2 separate regions of the Mus musculus genome follow, and region 2 is linked to region 1. The links are chromatin contacts, called in public HiChIP or PLAC-seq maps. All regions are on one chromosome and are shown on one strand. The core of a region is the stretch at or near the end of the contact, and the rest is flanking DNA. Distances in the headings are between cores, read along the strand shown.

Evidence for each region. HiChIP or PLAC-seq counts read pairs in DNA pulled down with a chosen protein or histone mark.
Region 2: a contact with region 1 is called in an H3K27ac HiChIP or PLAC-seq map of embryonic stem cells, with 7 times the contacts expected there. The contact joins two enhancer-like sites. A contact is called at or near these places in 1 of 484 Hi-C or Micro-C datasets (cranial neural crest) and 3 of 115 datasets of contacts at active chromatin or transcription factors (differentiating embryonic stem cells and embryonic stem cells).

The regions. Positions count from the first base shown.
Region 1 is chr2:59,541,662-59,548,905 of GRCm38.p6, reverse strand. No RefSeq gene overlaps it. Among named protein-coding and RNA genes, the nearest start is that of Gm39831, 33 kb to the right of the region's middle. Within about 2 kb of position 4,510, at least 22 of the 459 cell types and tissues checked have an H3K27ac peak or open chromatin away from gene starts, as enhancers often do.
Region 2 is chr2:59,985,102-59,992,345 of GRCm38.p6, reverse strand. All of the region lies in intron 4 of Baz2b (bromodomain adjacent to zinc finger domain, 2B), which reads left to right. Among named protein-coding and RNA genes, the nearest start is that of Gm13572, 48 kb to the left of the region's middle. Within about 2 kb of position 4,600, at least 14 of the 459 cell types and tissues checked have an H3K27ac peak or open chromatin away from gene starts, as enhancers often do.

The DNA.
Region 1 (7,244 bases), core at 3,261-5,760:
TACAAATAACAGTTTCATCTTTGAGCTGTTGCCTTTCTGGTATGAGAATTTCCTTCTTTGTGAGTAGCCTTTCCTTACTGCAAGTACGATTGGACTGATTGCTTTATCATTATTATTATTATTATTATTATTATTATTATTATTATTTGTTTCTAAGTCAGATAACAAACTGATTCTCTGCCAGATGTGCCTTTGTTTTTCTATTGCTCTTCCAGTCTTTCACATACAGATGTTGCTAACATGTGCGTGCAGAAGAGGAAGGTTCTGCAGGTAATTCTTACAGAATCAGGATAGAGCTGTTGATGCTCGTTCTCCATCCCTGACACAGATTGAAGAAAGTCCTTGGAGACTCCTCGGACAATGCTAGATCTCTCCTGGTTTTCAGCCAGTGCATTAGCAAGTCACTTCAGTCGCAGCTTGATCCATCATGGCTGAGGTTCCAAACGTACGGAGCCAACCAGTTGAGATGAAAAAATGTGCTTGTACTAAATACATACAGATTTTTCTTGTATTGCTCTAAGGGTAATGTAGAATAAGAGCGATTTACACATTATTTATATGGTATTTAGATGTTACTTGGTATTAAGTACTGGGTAATCTAGAGATGACTCAGGCATGTCCAACCTGTGGTTCATACTACAACGGCTAAGGACAGCAATGATACAGCTCAACTGTAAACTTACGTAGGACACCGTGAGACATATTTGCATTTTTTTGGTACTTGGTATGTGGTTCTGAAGTGTGGGTTTTGTAGATGACAGCATTGTGTCTCAATGTCAGGAGGATAGACATCATTGATAGGGGATGGTGACTAACGGATTAGATGAAATGAGACGTCAGTACCTATAGGTTTGGGTTATATGTATATATGTATATTTCTGGAACCAGTAGCCCACAGGTACTGAGAGAAGCTTTATCACTCCCAAGGCTGTATACAATGAGGCCTCTTCTTGTCCATTTTCACTCGATTCCCACCCAGGTTGCTTATCTGAGGACAAAGGTGGTCAAGATAACTGTGTTATCTCCGAACCAACAGGCTCTTGTCCCTCCCATTCCTCTTGTCATAAAGCAACCAGAGCAACCTTTCAAAACAGAAGTTTGAATAGTTTCCCACTTATGATTGTGTGTGTGTGTGTTCATGTGTGCATGAACACTCGTGCATGTGCGTATGTACATGTGTCATGTTGGGGTGTGTGTGTCAAAGGACAGCTTCTAAGATTTGGTTCCTTCCTACCATGATGCAGGTCCCAGAGACCAAACTCAGGCTGTCAGGTGTGGTAGTAAGTGATTTTATTTCAGAGCTCTGTATTGCTGGCCCTTTAAGTCTGGTTTGTGAGGTATAATCTATGTATAAGAGACATCAGCGCCGGGCAGTGGTGGTGCACACCTTTAATCCCAGCACTTGGGAGGCAGAGGCAGGTGAATTTCTGAGTTCAAGGCCAGCCTGGTCTACAGAGTGAGTTCCAGGACAGCCAGAGCAACACAGAGAAACCCTATCTCAAAAAAAAAAAAAAAAAAAAAGACAAAACAAAACAAAACAAAGAGACATCAGCTCTTTGAAGGTATAAAATCCTTACATCCTTTGTAGACAAATTTTTCTCTACCCAGAGCCATCTGTGTTTTGTCCTGTACTAGAATTGTTTTCATAACCCATAAATGAAAGCAACCCTGAGGTTGGCTTGTTTCCTTCTCTTAGCATGGTGGATTTGGAAATCTATTCCTGTCATTACACCTATCAGTCCTTGGTCTTTTTATTGCTAGGTAGTGTTACAGTTACAACACTGCCCCAATTATCAATGCAGGCTGCTAGGCATTGGATCTGTACAAGGCACATCCTCATTTCTCTTGGGTGTATATATAGGTATGGGACTGCTGGGCCTATGGTTGATGTGTGTTAACATCTCTTAGAACCTGTTGGGATCTAGTAAAGGTGGATGCACCATTTTACATGAATTGCAAGTTTTCTACATTGCCCTCAGCATTTGACACTGTCATTGATTTAAAACTCCAGCCAATCTATTGCCATTGCATTTCCCTAATGACTAATGACTCTGGGAATCCTATCACATGCCTACATCCATATCTTTTCTTCAGTTAAGTATGCAAACTTGTTGCCTACAGAGAAAAGGGGCTGGAGAGATTGGGCATCAGTTAAGAGCACAGGTTGCTCTTGCCGTAGACCTGGGTTCAGGTCCCAGCACCCTCATGGTGGCTCATAATCATCAATAACTCCAGTTCATCAATAACTCCAATGCCCTCTTCTGACCTCCATAGGCACCAGAAATACAAGTGGTGTATAGTAGTATATACAGGCAAAGCAGTCACACACAGAAATAAAGTAAACAACTTTAAATTAAAAAATAAAATGTTGTGGGATCCAGCTCAAGGGGGCCCCAAGGCCTGATACTATTACTCAGGCTATGGAGTGCTCACAAAAAGGGACCTGGCATGACTGCCCTCTGAAAGACCCAACAAGCAGCTGAAAGAGTCAGATGCAGATATTTGCACCCAACCAATGGACAGAAGCAGCTGACCCCTGTTGTTGAATTAGGGAAGGCTGAAAGAAGCTGAGGAGAAGGGCGATCCTGTAGAAGGACAAGCAGTCTCAATTAATCTGGACCCCTGAGATCTCTCAAACACTGGACCACCAAACAGCCCCCAACACACATACAGTAGAGGACTTCCAGGCCTGTATTCATTCAGAGATGATGCACCTAACTCTCAAGATCCTGGAGGCCCCAGGGAGTTTAGAGGTCAGGTGGGGTGGGGAAGAGGTGTGGGATGTGGAGCAGTCGGAGGGTGCATGGGGAGGGGTGGGGAATGGAATATGGAGTGTAAAAAATGAATTACAAATAAAATTAAATTAAAAAAAAGAAGAAAAAGAAAGTGTGGTCTTATTACTAAGTTGCCCAGCTATCTGAAATAAAAGTTCTGAATAGAACTTATATGAATGTAGTTGAAAAGCACTCAGGAAAAAAAAAATATATATACACACACACACATACATACATATATATGCACAAACATACAAACACACACACACACATATATATACATATATCACACACACACACATATATATACATATATATATATATACACATACACACACACACACACACACACACACACATATATATATATATATATATACACACATACACATATATACACATACACACATACATATTTGTATGTATATATACTGGAGCACCCATGCATCCTGGATACCATTCTCTGATGTGGTGATATTTTCTCAGTTTCATATGGCTCTACTGAAGGCATGGGCAGTGGTGTATTAGACAGTCCTCCACTGAGTTGTTTATAATAATTTCCTTTTCATCCTATAGTTGGGAATCAAACCCAAGCATGTCTATTCTTTTAAAGAGAAACTTATTCTCTCTCTCTCTCTCTCTCTCTCTCTCTGAAGGTCTCTGGCTGGCCTAGAACTCACTACTAAGACCAGGCTGGCCTCGAACTCATAGTCTTTACTCTTGCCTCCGCATGCTGGCATTAAAGGCGAGTGCCCTCTTAGCCCCTCTCCCCGTCTGTCTTCCTGTTTCCCCCATTTATTTTTATGGCAGATGTCTCTTGCTTACATCCCTGCCCTTGCTTCTGATCTTTATCCACTGGGAGATTTTGTGATCTGCATTTCAGGCTCACTAACAGTTCATGGAGTTCGCTCTTCATAAGCTCCTCTTTTGATCATCGTTCACCCTCAGCTAATTTGCTCAAGTGAAGAGCGAAATCCCAGGAGGAGATTAGCAAGGAGGACACATTTGGCGCTCTCAGACAAAGTGTTACTCAACTTGATCCTTCTCTTCTCACTCAGAGGGACGTTTAGAATGGAGTAGTAAGTTCTTTGATATTTGATATTTAACAATCTCATTCTTTTGTTGTTTTCTTAGTTTTAAAGAGCTAGGCTGAAGTTAAACACTGATGTAAAAAAAAAAAAAGAAAAAAACCCCAGCAACTTTTCAATTGCTCAAGTAGAGGAAGGTAAGGCTGAAAAACAACCACAGCTTGCTTGCTGACCAGTTCTTAATTTAACCCCCATCTTATCTTTGGTATTTTGAGACCCTTTTAACTCTAGACACAGGCCTGGGGTGTGTTGTAGCTCAGTGGTGAGGTTACCTCCCGGGGGTGAGGGCGTGGCTTTGATCCCCAGCACCTGAAAAAAAGTTAAAACAAATCGAATACACTCACTTATTGTAACTTGTGGGTTGATCGTGTTTGGGAAGAGGCTCAGAACTCTTCCAGGCCCCCGCTCCTGGTTCACGTCTCCGGCACAGGTTATATTCAGCCTTGCCATCAACAGAGTCTGTGGTATTTTTCTTTCCTTGTTGTTTATTTAAAGAGCCACGGTGAAGCACATCCACAGGCCCACGATGTAAACCCTGCATGACTGCTTTGTTTGACTTAATGAAGATGTGCTTTGGACTCACCTCTTCCCTCAGGCCTCACCTCTGCCCCCGACAGAGTGTCAGACCCTGAAATTTATGGGCATTCTGACCTGCGGGGCCAGGAAGTGCATGGGACCGGAGAAGGGGGATAGGAGGGAGATTGGACCCCAGTGGGGGTCAGGGAGGCACATACCTGCGTCTCTTGTTTCCATAGAACAGTTTTTAAACTGCAGAGGTGGGCTATTCTGGAAATGATCTTAGCATGTGAATGTCTGTTTAAATGACTTCTCTTCCATATCATTTAATTGAATGGGGGAGGGGACTTGATACAATCAGAACACTTCTAGTAGCCGCACATGTCCAGGCAGACATGATGTTACAGTACATGATCTCTTTTAGGCTGAATTTTACTGCAAAATATTTTTTCTTTTTTTTTTTTAAGGACTAATCTTGCCGTCCCTGTTAAGCTACAAGGCAGAGAAGACTGAAAGAGGCCTTAGAGGAAAGCTCTGGATTTAAAAATATTTTTAAATGGTCTCATTGAGAAAATTTCTCAAATGAGAGTCACCCTCGAATGAATGAACGAGGGAGTGCTCTACCAAATTATGCGGACACAAAGAAGAGAAGCAGCCATTCTATCGGAACAAATGCAGCCCGCTTTGTTTGGGAGACGAATCATTCTTGCAGCCTGTTTGGAAATGTCACTTTTAAGTCAATGAGAGTTGTGTCCCTATAAGAGGGGATGTGAGACCCTATTATATTCATCAAGATGCTATGTTTTTGCCTCTGAATAGTTTCCACAGTGCATGGAAATTCCTGTTTGGGGGTGGGTGGGTAGGGACGTCCCTTTAATGTCCTAAACTGTTTTCAGGTTTTACAAAGTCCTTCAGTTGCCACGTTTAAAGGGCAGACATGACCACACTGGAATACAAGCCAGCCAGCTACAGAAGTTCTGGGGTTTTTTGTTTTTGTTTTGTTTGTTTGTTTTAGACGAGCTTTTTGAACCCTTAGCATGGTGAAAACAGAGTCCTTGGTTCGCTGGGGAGCTTGTCCTCCAGAAGCCATGCAGGGCTTACCGTTTTCTCTCGCTCTTGGGGATATTGTTACCTACTGTAGCTGGGTCCTTAATGGGGCTAACCAGAGCAGTGGTGTTGTCCAGCACATCAAGCGTTTAGAGGTCGGACGGAACTCAACTCCATGGGGAATGCAAGCCATTGCCAAGAAGTAACCTGATTGGCTGCCCATTAGTGCTTCCGGGCAGCAACAGTCATGTGACCCTCTTGCCTCTGTCCCCCAAAAGATCAGTAAGTTCACAAGGCCAATTTGCTTTGTTGAAAACAGTGGTCACTGTTTTAATTACTGTAAGAGACTGCAGGCTGGCTGGGCAGTGGTGGCGCACGCCTTTAATCCCAGCACTTGGGAGGCAGAGACAGGAGGATTTCTGGGTTCGAGGCCAGCCTGGGCAACACTTCAGCCCTACCAAACTCCTCAGACAGATCTAGTTAAACGTGAAGTAACGGATGAGGGGGGCATTTTTATATGAACTACACATGACTTTTTAAGAGACAAATGCCCTCTACAGAAACAGGAAGAAAGCTTGCATGGAATGGAGCCAGCCTTGCTTAAGGACAACTGAGATCCTGAGGGCAGAGAGCAGCGGAGGGAGAGGCAGACGCTTTCCTCTGGGAACTCGGTCCAGAAATGGATGAGGACCGACCTCTGGTACTCAGCCCCTTAGGAGAAACCTGGAGACTTTGATCCGACCGAAAGGTCTACCTCCAAAAGGAGAGCAAAAGGCATTGCTTGACAAAGATAAAACTCTCCACGCACCTTTTTTGGTATTCAATCTCTGTGAAACTTCAGAGCTTAATAAACTTTCAGTATGTGGCCAGTGTGGGAGTCAGAACCAGAAAATACATTTCATGTCCGTATTTCTCAGTGGGCCTTTAAGGTTAGCAATAGTGTAGATGCAGTTCCACATATTTTGGTCACAAATATAATAATATTATTATCATTTGTCATTGTAAAAAGAATATTAAGAATAGTACAGAAATATATGTTATGTTTTACTATGTGCCAGGCACTGCACTAAGTATGTGTACATTCATGCTTCAAGCAGTTGCCAAAGGATTGATCTTGCTAGATCTGTTTTACAAGTGAAAAAAACCTAAGCTGGAGGAGTTGCCCAAATTACCAAGATGTTTACCTTGGAGAAGGCAGTATTTGGATCTTGGCTGTATAAACTCTAATGTGTTCAGTTTTACTAAGGTGAACCCAGAGCATGTTCAATTTTAATTAAGTAGAGCAAGATCCACAGTTGAGCGGAGAGGCAGGTGGGAGAGATTACTTCCTGGTTAAAAGTTGCTCTTCCAGAGGGACCCTTTTGATTCCCAGCATACACGGTGACTCACAACTGTCCTTAATGCCAGTTCCAGGGGTTCCATCACCTCTTCTGGCCTCTGTGGACACCAGGCAGGTATGTGGTAAAGGCAAAATGTTCATCCACATTAGAAAGAGAAAGAAAGCGAGGGAGGGAAGTTAAAGAACATGAGTGTGGTTACAGCACCTTTAAAGGTCGATCAAGCTTAAACTCAGGCATGTTGAGCCTAGACTCACGGCAATTAATGTCTACGATATCACAAAGAACATACATATTTCTCACGGTGTTGAGAAAAAGCATTCCATGTTCACGTTGAGTTTTAAAAACACGAGGCCTGAACTGTTTTGTCTAAATTCTTCATTATAAGCAAGTGGTTTTTATCACCTTGAGATCCTCTCAAATCCAGGGCCACGGCGGATGCTTGCACCTTTGGTTGGTCTGTACTGCCCCCTAGTGGTTAG
Region 2 (7,244 bases), core at 3,351-5,850, 440 kb before region 1:
AATGAATCCTCTAAGCCACGTTTTGGCTTTTCAGGTCTCCATCAGTTTGGGTTCTTCTTTTTCTCCGGGCCATATGCTTTAAAGAAATAGAAAATCTAAAGGGATATTTTGATGTAACTCTCCCAGATGTAGCAGAAAGAGGGCCTTTCTTCTCAGATATTTTGAAGAACTGGGAAGGAGATATCAATCAATCAATCAATCAGTCAGTCAGTCAATAATTCAGAGTCAGATCATCTGCTGCAAATTCCTGAGACACATCTAGTCCCTGTAAGAGCTTGGGCACCATCCAGGGAGTCCTGCTTTTTAAGTTCATGAGCAGCACTGACAAACTGACTGCCTTCATGAAGCAGAATCAAAGGTCAGTAACTAACCCCCAGGTCTGGTGCAAATTGATTAAGTGACCTCACTGAAGTGATAAGCAGTCTGTTGCCTAGTTCAGTGAAGAGGAGAGAGGTCAGTGCTGTTTTAGGGTCAAAAAGCATCCAAAAAAGTCAAATAATGCTAGCATTATTTGAATTTTAAAATTAAAAATTTTAATTTATATTTAGCATAATTTATACAGAGTATATAATAGACTTAGAAGTATTTATAATGTCGACTTTCAGAAAATGAAAGGGATACTCTTAATATTTTATTTAGAATCCCTGTATCTTGCTTCCCATGACCCTTTATTCTTTCTTTCTGCTTAGGCAAGGCTGCATTTGCCAGGCTTAATCTCAGGGGCCAGCTAAGCAGCTGACGCAAGGCAGAGTCTATAGAGTATGCATATATTTTACTTGACAGTCCAAGGAGTGCATAACAGAAGTGACACGTTTAGGTGCTGCCTATTGGAGGACATGTCAGCGTCGGTGCACTAATGCCATATTAGACAGCATTTCAGAGTGTCAAGTGCTATGACCTATCCCAAAATAAAAACAGTGTCCTAGAGAGTACGCATCTGGGGTATCTCAGGGTTTCCATTGCTGTGAACAGACACCATGATCAAAGCAACTTTTATAAAGGACAGTATTTAACTGGGGCAGGCTTACAAGGTTCTGAGGTTCAGTCCATTATCATCAAGATGGAATGTAACTTTTTTAGTTTAGCATTGTTTAATACATATGAATAAAGTGCTCTTTTGTAAATATATATATATAAAAAAAACCATTTAACATACTGAAGAGGCAATGTTTAAAAACCAACCTGAGACCGAGTTCAGACATAACTGAAAGACAGCCAGGTTTCAAGTTTACCGGCATTAGAGGGTCAGTAAGGGATGCGAGCAGTCTTCCTAGATGTATAGTAGACACAAGCAGGGTTCCGTTGCCTCCAGGTTAGCATGTGAATACTTTTCTCTGCAGTTGCTGTACTAATTTTGAGGACTTTTGTGAGTCTTGATTTAAGGCTTTCCATTGTCCAGTTGTCTTTTCTCTCATCTTAAACATTATTATTCATTTCCTTATTGTGTGCTACCACACGTCCTTATACGTGGTGGGTGTCAGGTCTCCCCTTCTTGTTTCCACTGGCTCCCAGGGCACAGCAGGTGAGGCATGCTGGGATTGCAGATGCACATCTGTCCTGTCGGCTTCATGGCCTTTAGTTATGTGACTCAGCTCGTCAGGCTTGCCCAGCAAGTATGCTTACTCTCTGAACTGTCTGCTTAGTCTCTGTCTACCTTTTCTTCCATGAGGAATATTTCATGGGAGGTTGAACTCAAGGACCTAAGCATGTCTGGAATGTTATTTTACCTTTTACTAGTAGAACTTTGTCCTTTTTGTTGGAGACTTTAGTAGTAAGTTACTGAAGAAAAATAGTATGTCCAAATCAGTTAAGTGATACTGGTAACTAACCCTGTATTAGGGTTAGAGTGTATCTTCTTGTTACAAAGAAAAAAGGTGTGTTGGGGCCCAAATCACAGTGCTTCAGCATGTTCTCTTACTTGGAGATGGGCTCTTACAGTCGTCTCTGGTTTAACAGGAAGTCAGTGAGTAGCCCCTTCTCTGCAGTGACTGTGCCCTCCTACACGGCATGTCCCGTGAGGACAGAGGACAATACCTGAGGCTAGCAGAGACCATGGGGCAGATGCTTTCTTAGTGCTCCAGAGGTAGCCCAGGGCACATGGCCCTGCCATCATGCTTGCTGGCTTAAGCCTCTAGCAGGAGGGTCTGTTTTAAACTACCTGGCTGCAGTAAGCTATGAGGGCAGCCCTAGCAGTATGCTCTTTGTGGTTTTGAAAGCTGGTTATAATAGTTTCTATTCATTGTGGGGAAACATTTTCTTGCTTATTGAAAAAAAACGTTCTTTGAAATTATTCTCAGTTATTTTTTCCTTTTAATAATAAAGCAGTGTTTGAATGTTTTAAATGTATATCAAATATGTGGGGTTTTAAATTAGCATTTTAACTTCTTTCAGTAGATTTAATAAAAATGTTTGTAACAAAGAAGAAATTATTCTAACCTCTTAGATTGAAGTGGCACAAGTTAATAGCTTTTGTTTCCAAAGCAACCCATGATTTTACTGACTTGTTTTTCTGGTTTAAAAAAAAAAAACAAAACAAAACACTGAAGAGAAATAGTTAACTTCACAGTGGAGAATCCTGGCAGGCAGCAGCTTAGTGACAAAATTAACATCAGCGGTGCTGCAAAGAAACATGGGCCTTGAGTATCCTGCTCTGAGAGAGGGCCATTGAGTGTCATCCTCAAAGAGGTAGAACTTCTAATTGTTACAAAGCATTAGACGAACCCCAATCTCTGGTTTATATTCATCATTGAAGCACAAGACAAAAGTTGTAGCTGACTGAAGAAAGCTAAAAGCACAAAGTTCAATGTAATAAAGGATTCTTGAATCTTGGGACAAGGAATGGTGTTAATAGGAAATAGGATTAATGCCAATAATTTTTTGCCTAGTTAAGGTTAATTTCTTGGCTTTGAAGATTGATCTATAGTTGTATGTAAGATATTAGCATAGGAGGGGCTATGGAAAAGGAACATAGGGACTTGCTGTTACTTTTTCAGTTTTTGTGATTATAAAATAATCTCAGAATAAGTACTTAAATAAAAATAAGCTAGGTTGGTCATGCATGTTGTAATCCCTGAGTTGAGACACTGAAGCAGAAAGGCTCCAGAACATTGGCACATACTAAGTCCAAGAACTAAGCCACATACTGAGTCCAAGGCTAGTGTGTGCTACGTTATGAATTCCTGTCTCAAGAAAGAAAATAAATGAATGACTAGAATCTACTTGTATTCCATACATCTTTCTAAATATTAAGACATAAGGCTGCAGTGGCTCCAAATAAGAGAATACAAGAATGAAATGAAGATTATTTGTGGAAAAATGTTCTGTCCACACGAACTAAAGAATTCTTTTTGTTGTTTGTTCATTAAAGTTCAAATTTATATCTCCCTTACTTTGAGTTTCAAATACGTAAGCATTGAAATGGTTAAGAATTCAATGTATTAACTGATAATTGAGTTATTCCATTGATAGCATTTCAGTTATGTTTGTTTTGACCTATATGCTCCCTTATTGCTGATCTATATGGGGTGTAGCTGAATGAATGCCAGTTTCTAGGATGAGCAGTGCTGTGCAGATTACAAGCCAGAGACTGATTCCGCAGTGATGTAAATCACGTCAGCAGTGTAAAGATGTAGGCCTGGAGCAGCAGCTCTGTGCAGCATTGAAAGATCGAGAGCAGCTCTGGCACGCAGAAAAACAACCTGTATAGAAAGCTCTCATTGGGTTTTGTTGTTTCTGTTTTTAAAGATTAGATGTTTCCCATACTGGTTTCTTATATCAGCTATGTTTACTGTTGACTTTTGGACTTTTACACAGTGATAGGAGACTTTGCACACAGGCACTTTAGGCTCGGGATTACTTCAGTCTGTCTGTGTATCGTTCTTTGCTTCCGGTGAGGTGGAAAGACCTTATTGTTCACGGAGAGTAACAAACGTGCTTGGTAACAAAGACTTTTATAATACCATTCCTCATGACTGACACATTGGCGTTTGTGTGTCACCTGATAGACTTGAAAAGTTGTGCTAAAAACTATCCAGCTTATCATTTAAGAATCTTAACATTGCCACTGTACATACATTTTCATTATCTAAGTTGTCCATGGTTATGTATCATCAGTTAAAACAAAAACTAAAAGTGAAATAACATTTGCACGCACAGCATGCAGTCTGAGCATCTTCGGTCAAAGGAGTAATACTGCCTTAATCGTCTAAGTGTGCAGACATTTTCTCTAAGAAAACTCGTTTTTAATCAGGATACTTTGATTTGGGAGCATATATCAACATTAGGTATATAGATGTAGAAAAAAATTACTGTTCCAAAACTAGAACTTTCTAATATTCAGATACGCTCGTTCTATATTCAGGGAGTTCCTCGATCCTCTGTGACATGTTCTGTGTCATGTCCTGCTCTCTTGGTGACACAGGATAAGCTTCACCTGAAATGTCATTTGTGTTGTCGACTGTAACAGGAGCCAGCATGCTGTCCCTATCTGTTATCAATTTAAAGTTCCCATCGTGGAACGGGGGAGGTGGTGTAGTATCGTGAGAACCTTAGCTGTGATCTCCAGCACACATTTAACAAAAACAGGCATGGTAACGCATGCTGTAATCTGTGCTGGGGAGGTCAGGGCAGGCACATCTGGTGTTCATTTGCCACCAAGCAAATCGTAGAGTTTTAGGTTCAATGAGAGACCCTTTCTCAAAACATATGTTTGAAAGTGATGGAGAAAAAGTTAATGTTGAACATGCATGTGGACATGCATACAACAGACACACACTCACTACAACACTCAGCATGAGAGAAGTAATTCCCTTGTGAGTCAGAGCTTCAGATTTTAAGATGGATTACAGCTACGGGCTTCCACTTGGCCCTGGCAGCATCCGGTAATCCTTACAATAGTTTTTTTGCTGTGTAAAAAGGTAAAAGTTGCAGTACAGATACTGGATTTGCTTCTGTGAATAAATAAACCTCAGTGAAGATGTTATATTTTTAATGATTTAAAGAATGGCTCTTGCTTGATTAGTTTAGCCCTTTAAAAGACAGCTGCTTTTCTGTTGCTTATAGTAGGTCCTGAGATCGTTGCGTGTTTTGTACATAGTAAAAATTAAGAAATGAATTTTTCCTGCATAATTTTATATCCTAGTCATGGTATAATATAAATAGATTTTGAATAATAATATTCAAAAACATATTTGGGGAGATAGTAAAGAACAGATAGGATTATATAAAACAAGTCACAGAGAAGAGTCATAGCATCTCGGAGGTTCCGAAGAGCAAGCGAGAGTGTGAGGAAAGAACCACAGTTGGTCGCAGTCTGTCAAGCCCTCTGGTGGCCTGGCTGTCCAGGAATGGGGAGGCCCTGGGATAGTGAGACCCCATCCCTGCTTGTGGAGCCTGTCCTGGCATACAGTCCACTCTCACTGAGATGTTAAACCGTGATGCTATAGAAGTAGGAAGGGGGAACGAACAGGATAAAGTCTTTAAGAGGGCTTACATTTGTAGGAAGGAAAGGAAGACCCAATAAAGATATCACACGTTCAGATCTTCTTTTTATTGTACTTTTTTATAGTTAAAAATCTTTTAATGTGATCAGATATGGCCCTGATCTTTAATTGTTGCTACAGGAGTGATAAGCATTCAGATATTTTATGTTTCTGCCCATGAGATTAAGATTTAGCTCTTTTGCTCCTTCAAAATAATGAAATTAATGCTTAATTATGTTTTATGCATGTTTTAAAGCTAATTCATTAGTTCTCATAAAATTGTTTCTGTCAGTTTTAGCCATCACTAATTTTAGTGTTTTCAGTTTTTCATAATTTGGGAGCTTAAATTTGTCCCACAGTTTTTTGCTTTTTGTTTTTTTTTTTTTTAGTTAAGCCATGGCTACATGCATACAGCTGGCAGGTACAATTGAACACTACCTACTTTCTAGGTAGAAAAGAGGTGGGCTTTGGGAAACATCTCTGTCAACAAAAGCAACATGCGTGTAAACATAAGGACTTGGGTTGAAGCTCCAGAACTCATGTAGAAAAGGAAAAATCAGAAACTTAGTGTGGTTGTCCAGCCCTAAGGAAGTGGAGCCCGGGGTTCCCGGGCCTTGTCCCTCCCGCCAGCCTATGTAGTCAGTGTGCTGCAGACCAATGAGACAGAGTCTGTCTCAAAGGAAACGGTGGACACTGCTTGAGAATGACACCAAGTTTGTTCTGTAGGACCCACATGCTATCTCAGGCTCACACATATGCACACATATCATATATTTACTCATATGTAAATAGTACATGACTGTATACTCTACACAACTGGAATTTTGAGTTTAACTCATTTGTCAGAAACATAGGTAGAGGAGGAAGTGTATATGTGGGTGGGTGTACACCCCCCCCCTCCACACACACAGACATATTTGTAAAGAAACCGTTTGATTGGCACAGCTGAGTGAAGAAGTTGATTTAGTTGGCTTAGTTGGTTAGATCCAGAGATGGTGATTGTTGACTTAACTGGATTTGTCCCTGTTTTGTCTGAACTCAACTTTGGAGCCAATATCTAGAATCCTTAATAATTCAAAAGTAAATTCCGATTTTATAAATCTCATGAATTTTCTATTCTGAGTAACCAGTAAGACCAGGTTGACTGATTAGAATGTACACACAAGATCGTGTCTTCAGTCAGGTGTGGCGCTCATTCCTTAAATCCCAGCTCTCAAAAGCAGAGGCAAGCAGATCTCTGTAAGTTGGAGGCTAACCTGGCTTATATATTATGCTCCAGGCTAACCAGGGCTACATAGGGAAAGCCTGTGCCAACAGAACAAACTGATAAACTAACCAAGTGAAAAAAATAAAGCAAGCCCCCAAGCTCACTTCCCCCAACCACTTGTGTTCCTTCCTTCTTCCCTCGTCTTATAGACTTGTCCTCCTTCCTTGTAAATGCCCTCCAGAGACTTTCCCAGGGTCACGAGCTACTGCTTCCGTCTGGAGCAGTTCCCAGAATCCAAACTTCTTCCTGTAGAAGATATACTTTTTTTCTTTGAATATTCTTATTTTAAACTATTAGCATTATTTCGTTTAAAAACATAACAGTCTGTGGAGTCCTTAGGCCTTGCCCTTGTGCTCTTAAGAACCAGAAAATCAGAGTTAACATTTGATAGACAGCTAAATGATAAGCAAAGGTATTCCCTTTTACATTTAACTTAAATTTACTTCATGGATTAATTAATCAATTAATAAAAATGTCATCCAGGGTCACAGGTGGAC